2 separate regions of the Sus scrofa genome follow, and region 2 is linked to region 1. The links are chromatin contacts, called in public promoter capture Hi-C maps. All regions are on one chromosome and are shown on one strand. Each heading gives the region's core, a stretch centred on a gene start, on an enhancer-like site or on the middle of the called end of the contact. The rest is flanking DNA. Distances are from core to core; before and after follow the strand shown.

What was found. Promoter capture Hi-C pulls out the DNA fragments that hold promoters and counts their contacts.
Region 2: a contact with region 1 is called in a promoter capture Hi-C map of liver, with 2.4 times the contacts expected there. The contact joins the promoter of SMG1 here to the promoter of ITPRIPL2 in region 1. A contact is called at or near these places in 1 of 5 promoter capture datasets (liver), 1 of 47 Hi-C or Micro-C datasets (liver) and 1 of 2 datasets of contacts at active chromatin or transcription factors (alveolar macrophages).

Annotation. Positions count from the first base shown.
Region 1 is chr3:26,401,852-26,406,336 of Sscrofa11.1, forward strand. It overlaps ITPRIPL2 (inositol 1,4,5-trisphosphate receptor-interacting protein-like 2), which reads left to right and starts at 2,009. Exons shown (of 2, transcript XM_021086544.1): 1 at 2,009-4,485. The coding sequence starts at 2,785. The coding sequence ends at 4,383.
Region 2 is chr3:26,652,128-26,656,724 of Sscrofa11.1, forward strand. It overlaps SMG1 (serine/threonine-protein kinase SMG1), which reads left to right and starts at 1,692. Exons shown (of 63, transcript XM_021086548.1): 1 at 1,692-2,139. The coding sequence starts at 2,051.

The sequences.
Region 1 (4,485 bases), core at 759-3,258:
GCTCTCTTTTCCTCTGCATTGATGATAAAATGAGGCTAGAGCAGCCAGGAGCCTGGCAGAGGGTGCAGCCCATTTAGAAGAAAGAAGAGCTAAGAAGTGGACTGAGGGAGTTCCTGTTGTAGCGCAGCAGAAATGAATCCAACTAGTATCCATGAGAATGTGAGTTCAATCCCTGGCCTCCATCATTGGGTCAGGGATCTGGCATTGCTGTGAAAAGAAAGAGAGAAAGAGAGGAAGGAAGGAAGGAAGGAAGGAAGGAAGGAAGGAAGGAAGGAAGGAAGGAAGGAAGGAAGGAAGGAAAGAGATGTAGATCACAGATGTGGCTCGGATCCTGCATTGCTCTGGCCGTGGTATAGCCTGGCAGCTATAGCTCCAATTCAGCCCTTAGCTTGGGAACTTCCATATGCCAGGGGTGCAGCCTTAAAAGAAGAAAAAGAAATAAATAAAATAGAAATGGACTGAGTGTATCTGTGTATCTAGATCCAGCCATGCTGAAGTAGGATCTCCGTGGGTGTCTCGGTTACATGACACAATAAATGCTTTCTGTCACCTGCAACCCAAGAATGCAGATTAATAGACTCTGAGCTCACAGCTAGTAGCAGTGGTGATGAGGATCTACACTCAGGTCTGCTTAGCTCGGAGAGGCTTTCCTGGGCATAATCTTGGTTCTTAAGCCAGGAGTCATCCTTGGAGTACTGAATCTCAGAGGGTATTTAGGGTCTGACATTTTTCATGCATTGACTCTTGTCTCCTTAATTGCTGGTGGGAGCAAGGAAGGTGCAGCGACCGTAAATAAGTAAAGACAATTATTTAAATAAATCCAAATAGTTAGATAATTGCAGATAAATGCAGAGAGTACTCCCTGTTATGAAACAAAGCAAAGCTTCCTAGGAGTTCCCGCTGTGGTGCAGTGGGTTAAGGACGGGGCGTTGCTACAGCTGTGGTGTATGTGGGTCACAGATGCCTCTTGGATTTGATCCCTGGCCTGGGAACTTCCATATGCTTCGGGGGCAGCCAAAAATGAAACATAACAAAACAAAGTTTCCTAGATTGAGAAGGTCCTTGTGCAGGTCCTGCCTGACAAAGGACACTTCCCAGCAGCTGAGGAAGGGACTCCCTGGTCCCTGAGTCCTGCCTCCTGACATCTCTGGAGCCAGGTGCCTGTGAGCAAGGCACAGCTCTGCTGAAAGCTGTGTGACCTTGGGCAAAGGCTGAACATGCATGTGCCCCAGGTTCGCCACTTGGAAAATGGGGACAATAATAGGATCCCCTTCTTAGGATGAACTGAGTAGTGAGTGCCTATGTGCTACGTGATTAGTACAGTACTGGCACACAGTAGGACCTTTGTAAAGGCCGTAATTATTGCACCAAGGCTGGTTCACCCTCTTTGAGGTCTCAGACCAAGGGTCACCCTACAGACAGCCTCTAGCTGGTGGAGGTGGGCGACCTCCACCTTCTCACTTCTTCACACGGTTTTGTTTCTTTCAGAGCATTTTCTGCTGTGGGTCCCCTTCTCTTCCTTCCTTCCTTCCTTTATTTATTTATTTATTTTTGCTTTTTAAGGCTGCACCCGTGGCATATAGAAGTTCCCAGGCTAGGGGTCCCATCAGAGCTGCGGCTGCTGGCCTAGGCCAACGATCAGGGTAGCTGCTGAATCCTTAACCCACTGAGTGAAGGCAGGGATGGAATCCATGTTCCCATGGAGACTAGTCGGGTTCTTTACCTCTGAGCCACGACGGGAACTCCTGTCTTTTTCCCCCTTTTTAAAAAAGCCTCTAAGCTTTAAGAACGGCAGAAACTGCCTATTTTGCCAACTGCTATTTCCCGGGCACCTAATCTCCTAGTCTCAGTAGCTATTGGTTTGAATAAAAGACAGCAGCGCACTGGCAGGGGCTGTTCCCTTCCAAGGCCTGCCACGCCACCAACACCACGCCACCACGACTTGCTGGGGGCGGGAGGCAGGATGGAGGGAGGGGGAGTGGTTGGGGGGAAGGAGGTGGGGGGAGGCGGAGCCGGGGTTGGACAGTCTGGTTGTGCGCTCTTTTTTTCCCCTCCTTTCAACTTCCCGGTGTAACTTTGATTACAACTCCAGAAGCTCCCCTGACCAGGCCATCAGCCTCCAATGAGAGCCTGCCTACTTCGGCCTTAGGGTAGGCAGGAGAGGGGTGGCCCGCGGGAGGCTGGTTGGAAGCAAGTCCTGAAGTCGCTCCCGCCGCCCTCCCCGCCCTAAGTCCCTCCTCGCTTTAAGGCGGAGGCCGGGAGGGGGCCGACCCCGCCCGCCGGCTCGGCGCGCGGCTCCGGACTCCGGCATTTCCTCCCCGCTAGCTGGCGCGGCCTCGCCTTCCCTCGGAAGAGGAAACTCCCGGGTCGAGTAACGGGAACCAGCTCAGAGCGGAGCGGCGGGGGACCCCGGGGGCCCAGCGGCGCCGGGAGGGCGGCCCGGGATCGGAGGCGAGCGCGGCGGGACCAGAAGCTGGCCGCGGGCGGCGCGCCGGGGCGCGGGGCGGGGAGCGCCGCCGGGCCGGACGCCGCGCGCAGCCGGAGCAGGGCGCGGCCGGGAGCCGGGGCGTGTAGAGAGGGCCGCAGCTGGAAGGAACGCTTGAGCTGGGACAAGAGGCCGAGCTGGAGGGTGGCTTTCCCCCGCCCTGCGACGGGAGCGCCGCCGCGGAGACGAAGGAGACCCGGACGGCGGGGCTGCCCGGGCGCTGCGCGCATGCTGGGCTGGGGGCGCTGCCCGGGCTCGCGCCCTGGGCTGCTCGGCAGTCGCTGCCCCGGACGCCCGGCATGTCGGTGCACTACACCCTCAATCTGCGCGTCTTCTGGCCCTTGGTGACCGGCCTGTGCACCGCCCTCGTGTGCCTCTACCATGTCCTGCGAGGAAGCGGGGGCGCCCGGGCCGAGCCCCCCGACAGCGCGGACGGCGGCTTCCCTCTGCTCAAGGTGGCAGTCCTGCTCCTCCTCGGCTACATCCTCCTGCGCTGTCGCCACGCTGTCCGGCAGCGCTTCCTGCCTGGATCTCCCCGCCTGGGGGGCCACTCGGCCTTTTCTCCTGGACACTTCGGAGAGCCCAGCCTCGACATCTTGCTGGAGAGTTACTATGAGCACGAGGTGCGCCTGTCGCCGCACGTGCTGGGCCACAGCAAGGCACACGTGAGCCGGATCGTGGGCGAGCTGGTGCGGGCTGGCCGCGCCCGGGGGTCCCCAGGCCCCATCCCAGGGGGAGCGCTGGCCTTGGCCTTCCGTGGAGACTTCATTCAGGTGGGCAGCGCCTACGAGCAGCATAAAATTCGCCGGCCCGACAGCTTCGACGTGCTGGTGCCGCTGCGCCTCCCGCCCTTGGTGGCGCTGGAACCTCGGAGCCTGGGCGCGGAGCCCGAGCTGGCCCCAGCGGTCCACGGCTGCTTCGTGTGCGCGCTCAAGGCACCGCCGGGAGCCTCCGGGGGCCAATGGCTTCGGGACTGCAAACCCTTCGCAGACGGCTTCTGTGTGGATGTGCGCGGGCGGCGCCACCTCTCGGCCACGCTGGTGCTGCGCTGGTTCCAGTCGCATCTGCAGCGCTCCCTGGCCACCGTGCGCTATAGCCTAGAGGGGCGATGTCGGGTCACCCTGACCCCGGGCAGCCTGGAGCAGCCTCCCACCCTACACATCCTGCCCTGCCGCACCGATTATGGCTGCTGCCGCCTTTCCATGGCCGTGCGTCTTATCCCTGCCGTCCATTTGGGCGACAACGTCTTCCTGGTGGCACCACCGCCGCCACCCTCGCCAGTTGGGCCGATTTCAGAGCTCCCTGGAGGCCTGCGCGCGGATGCACTGTGGGGCGTGAACACAGCGCGCCAGGAGCAGAAGCTGCTGAGCTGGCTGCAGGAAAGGGCCCCTCCAGGTGCCTGCTACCTCAAGTGCCTGCAGTTGCTTAAAGCTCTGAGAGACCTGGGCGCCCGCGGGCTGGACCCGACGGCCGCCATCCAGTGGGGACGTATCTTGTCCTCATATGTGCTCAAGACGGTGCTGCTGGCGGTGCTGCTGCGCGAGGGGGTTCCTGCCCGAGCCTGGGACGAGGTGCACCTGGGCGAGCGCTTGGAAGAGCTAGTAAAATTCCTTAGGGACTGCCTGCTGCGACGCCGTACGCTCTTCCACTGCGTCCTGGGCCCTGGCGGGGCGGCCGCGGAGGTTGGCCCACTGCCCAAGGTATTGCGTGAAGCAGCCCCGGTTGACCTCCTGGCCGCTTTCGACAGACATGCCAGGGAAGTCGCAGCAGCACGGTTGCTGTCCACGTGGCGAAGGCTGCCCCAGCTTCTCCGGGCCTATGGTGGTCCCCGATACCTTGCCAGGTGCCCCCCACCCCGGAGTCAGCGCACCCAGGGGTTCCCAGAAGATGAACCATAATCCCTGACAGCGCCCCCACCTGGCCTGGTGCTCCCAAAGCCTGACCCACCAGGTGGGAATGGGGATGGCAATGAAGCCAGTTTAAGGCAAGGAAGATGGCCT
Region 2 (4,597 bases), core at 442-2,941, 250 kb after region 1:
GGGCACATTTCAGGATGGAGTGTATAACTGTGGGATGTATCCCTCTTCACTCAGGTTATTTAAAAAAAAATTTTTTTTTTTTTTTTTTTTTACACATGTGGGTGACCATGCTGGAGTCTAAACCTAGTGAGAATTTCTGTGTTGAGTCAAATAGCACCAGTTCGTAGAAGGAGCTTCTTGTTCCCTGAATGAGTCGAATTGGGGAGGGGAGAAAAGTACATATGAAAACCTAACTTTCCATCCTTTAGAACTAGCAAGAGCCTACAGTGTTGACGGACATAAGCAAGGAGCCCAAAGTTGAAGGGGGATGCATGTGGATCACCTCATAATCTCAAGTACTTTTGTAATTTAGTAACTTTTTTTTTTTTCTGCCTTTTTCTAGGGCCGCTCCTGCGGCATATGGAGGTTCCCAGGCTAGGGGTCAAATCAGAGCTGTAACCACTGGCCTACACCAGAGCCACAGCAACGCGGGATCCGAGCTGCGTCTGCAACCTACACCACAGCTCACGGCAACGCCGGATCCTTAACCCACTGAGCAAGTCCAGGGATCAACCCCGCAACCTTATGGTTCCTACTCGGGTCCGTTAACCACTGCGCCACAACGGGAATTCCATTGGTAACCATTTTTAATCACACAAGCAATATATGGGGACTTTGCAACATAGGGAATTTGCAACATAAAATAACGTAAGACCCTTTTGACTATCCTCCAGAGTTAATTCCTGTTACCTGTTCTGTGTGTGCGTGCGTGCGTGCGTGTGTGTGTGTTTGGCTGCACCTAGGGAAGCTCCGGGGCCAGGAATGGAACCTGCACCAAGCTGTAACTGAAGCCACAGCAATGACCTACTGAGCCACATGCTAACTCCCTGTTACCTGTTTGCTGTGCAGCTTGTTGACCTTTTCTCTTTGTATATGGCATCCACTTTATGTCTAAGATGCTTTAGTGAACTCTTTGGTGGGGGCCGTGGAAACGTCGCGGCGGAGGAGAAAGTGCTCAGGTTTGGCCCCCCCCCCCCCCCCCGCCCAATGCCACGCCACCCGCAAGACTCTTTGGAAGGGAAAGTAGCTGTTAACGGTGGGAGGATTTCAGAGCGTATTTCATGTTGCAGGGGACAAAGGTTGGTGCTCGTGAGTATTCCGCTTTCTTCCTCTATTTCGTTTTTTGTAATGGTAAGACATAAATGGTCAAGGTGTCGGGAATCTACGGGCACATTTCAGGTGGAGGCTGGGTAGATGAATGTTCACCCCCTCTGTTTTTTATTTTTACTTATTGCCGTACAAGGTGAGGAACGTGGGCGCGCGTGAACTCTAAGGACATGCATGTGTGTCTGCGCGCGCCACCGCAAGGGCACCCCTGTATCTTGAGCGGAAGCCTGTTTACACCTGACTGCCCCGCCCTCTGGGGGTCAGGTGCTTTCCCGGGGGTGTATAGGAGAGCGTGCGCGTGGAGATGGTGACGGAGAACCCCCTCTCCCGTGATCCCCCGCGGCGGGGCCGGACCTCCGCGCGGTCCGCGAAGACTGGAAGCGAGCGCGGGGCGCGGAGAGGGCGGTCCACTTGCTGAGTCCGGCCCCGCCCACATGCCCCGCCCCTCGGTCCCGGCCCCGCCCCTCCACCCCGGCCCGGCGGGCGCCGGCACCGCCTCTCGCTCCCAGCATGCCGTGCGGCAGCGGCGGCGCGGCGGGCGGAGCCGGGAGGCGGGGAACCCGTGGCTGTGTGAGCGTGAGGAGCAGCCGCCACCGCCTCCTCCTCCCTGTCCTCCTCCTCCTGGGCCCCGGCGTCGCGGGCCGCGCACGGCCCTGGAAGAGACGTCGCCTCCCCTTCCTCCGCCTCCCTCTCGCCGCGCCGCTCCCGCCTCCTCGTCCTGCGCTGCGGGCTCAGGCGGAACCCGGAACGGCCGTCCGCCTCCCCCGCCCTCCGCCGCCTCCTCCTCCTTCTCGGCTTCCTCCTCAGCCCGGGGCCGGAGCGGAGTGTCGGCAGCGGCCGGTTCGGGCGGCGACTCGCGCTTCTTCGGGCGGCGGCGCTTGGCCATGTCGTGTCGGGGAAGGTAATGAGCCGCAGAGCCCCGGGGTCTCGGCTGAGCAGCGGCGGCGGCGGCGGCACCAAGTACCCGCGGAGCTGGAATGACTGGCAACCCAGGTGGGTGAGCCGGCGGCCAGCTCGCCACCCCGACCCCGGGCCTCGCCTCGGGCGGGCCGAGGCCTAGGGCCGCCGGGCTGGGAGGCGCGGCCTAGGCTCTCCACCCCCCCAGGAACCGGGCGCGGCTTCCTGGGTTCCCTCCCGCCCCGGCTGGGGAAGGAAGGCCGCTGGGAGGCGAGGCCTAAATGCTTCCCCTCTCCCTGCATTTCAGCCTCAGGGCTGGAGCCAGACCCTGGGCGCCGGGAGAAGGAACTGGCCTAGGAATTGGGTGAAGGAAGGGAACCTGGTGTTGGTTGTTTTTTTTTGTTTGTTTTTTGTTTTTTTTTACTTGCCGCCTTCCCCTTAAGTTGGTATATGAGTTGGGGGATCCTGGGAGTACAGGACCCTCTCCGCCACCCATTCACTTTCCTATCTCTCCGCCTCTCAGCCCCCACGTGAAAAGACCTCCTTAACTTTGATCTTTTCTGTGACCTCCCACGTGTTAATATTTAAAAAACAGCCACGCTCCAGGGCCTTACTCTGACTTTAGGCAGGCTCGTTGTGGGGCATGAGAGGAGATTGTGACAGTGTTAATGGGGCCAACCGACTCTGGTCCTGGAAAATGTTTCCCACAAGTGCAGGGGGCAGCTACTTTGGCGGAGAGCAGTTCATGCCTGGACACTTGAGCGGGCTTTCGCTTAGAAGAGTAAAGGGTTTGATTTCCGACAGGGGTCTCCTTGGAAATGAACATATTAAAGGGTACCGACTTTTTAAAGAAAATTAATTTTCGTTTCTTTCTGATTAATCATGGGGCAGTTGTACGTAATTTTGGACTGATTCTCATCTCTCTTACTCAATAAGTGCTTGTAATACTCAAGACTGTTTTGGAACTTAGCCCAGTGCCTAGAAGAATTCCCTAAATGTATATAACATTGTAGGGTTAGTTGTTTCATGGAGGTCTCGCACTTTGAGCCTCTTGCATTATGATTGTCCAGGAACTGGCCAGAGAAATGTTAGACACACATTGTTGGGATGACTTTTAATTTCCTGATGGCTGCATGCAATTCCAGCAATGTTTGGAAATAATTTGGAAAGATAGTAGAATGTAACGCCCTACGACTTGATAGAAAAACCAAAATAATCTTTTGGCTGATGAGTGATACACATTTCATTCTGTTTCATGTGTTTTTCCAGGTCTCCTGTCTGCTGAGAATTATGTATATAACAAAGTGACATTAAAAGCTTAGTTTAGAATTAAGATGTTAAGTAGTTTAAAATTTTTGAAAAGAAAAGCATAGTTGGACCTGTCCTTTACCGCTTAGGGTTTGTGAGTGCTTTAAATAAAATCAGTTGACTGGTTTTGATATTTTTATCTATAACTGGCATTTTTGGTTGTTGTGTATGTTCATTGAAATGTGTGAAATTTACTTCTTTTTCCCATCTAGTGAATTAGGTGATAAATGAGGTTGAATTGAACATCTGAGAGCTCTTTGACAGTAGATTTTCCATTATTTTTCGGTATTGTCAGCATGTGTAAACAATGTGCATGGTATCCCTTTAGAGGACTAAATAAAGTGCCCTTCTCAAGCAGTCCTAGAACTTCTGGAGAAGAATAAACTGTAGCTTGTGGTTCTCAACAAGTGGAGTAGCACAGTTGGAGCCACGGGTTGAGGTTGCCTGGTTTCATTTGACAGGTATGAAGCAGAATGGCTCCCATAGTTGTGGAATAAGTACATGGGTTATTAATATTACTCGTGTTTTCTTCTTTCAGTTACCTTATTTTTTGGCTCTGTGTGTGTGTAAAGGGGCCTCTGCATTCTTTGAAGCTGTGCTCTGTAGCAAAGTCTCAGAACTTATTGCCTAGGTAGACAGATGCTATGAGAAGATGCACTTGGTTACATGGAGTAACAGTCAATTAGGATATTGGAAATACTTGACTTTTTTGTAGAGGAGGGAACAGAAATGTATGGAGGGTACACCAAAGCAAAATTTCTTTGCACTGTTGCCTAGTTGTTTTGTAAAATAGCCAATAAAAAAAACTTAAGGTGTTTGCCAAGTCATAAATTTTCCTGAGATAAATTTGAGGTTGTTATTTTGTCCCCTCCTCACTTCAGAAAGGTGACAGACTCAGTTAACTGACAGAATGGAGCTTGATTTTCCCGCTTCTTTAAATGGAAGTTTATTTTTCTAAACATCTTCAAATGCTGGCGAATTCTTTATGGTTTATCAGAATCCTTTTGGTTTTAAAAAAAAAAATTAATTTGCTTTTCTGTACCAGTCTTTCTATAATTTTTTTGGATTCTATTTTGCTAGATGTGGGCTTTTTTAAAAACAGTTTTTGTCAGTTTCTTTTTAGCGTTAGTTTGTCAGTTAGTCTGGAAACCTGACTGTTGAGTCAGTCATGGCCACACATGATACTTCACACATGTTGACAGGAAGTGTTCCAGGTGGCTGAATAGACTCTTGTCATGTGGCAACA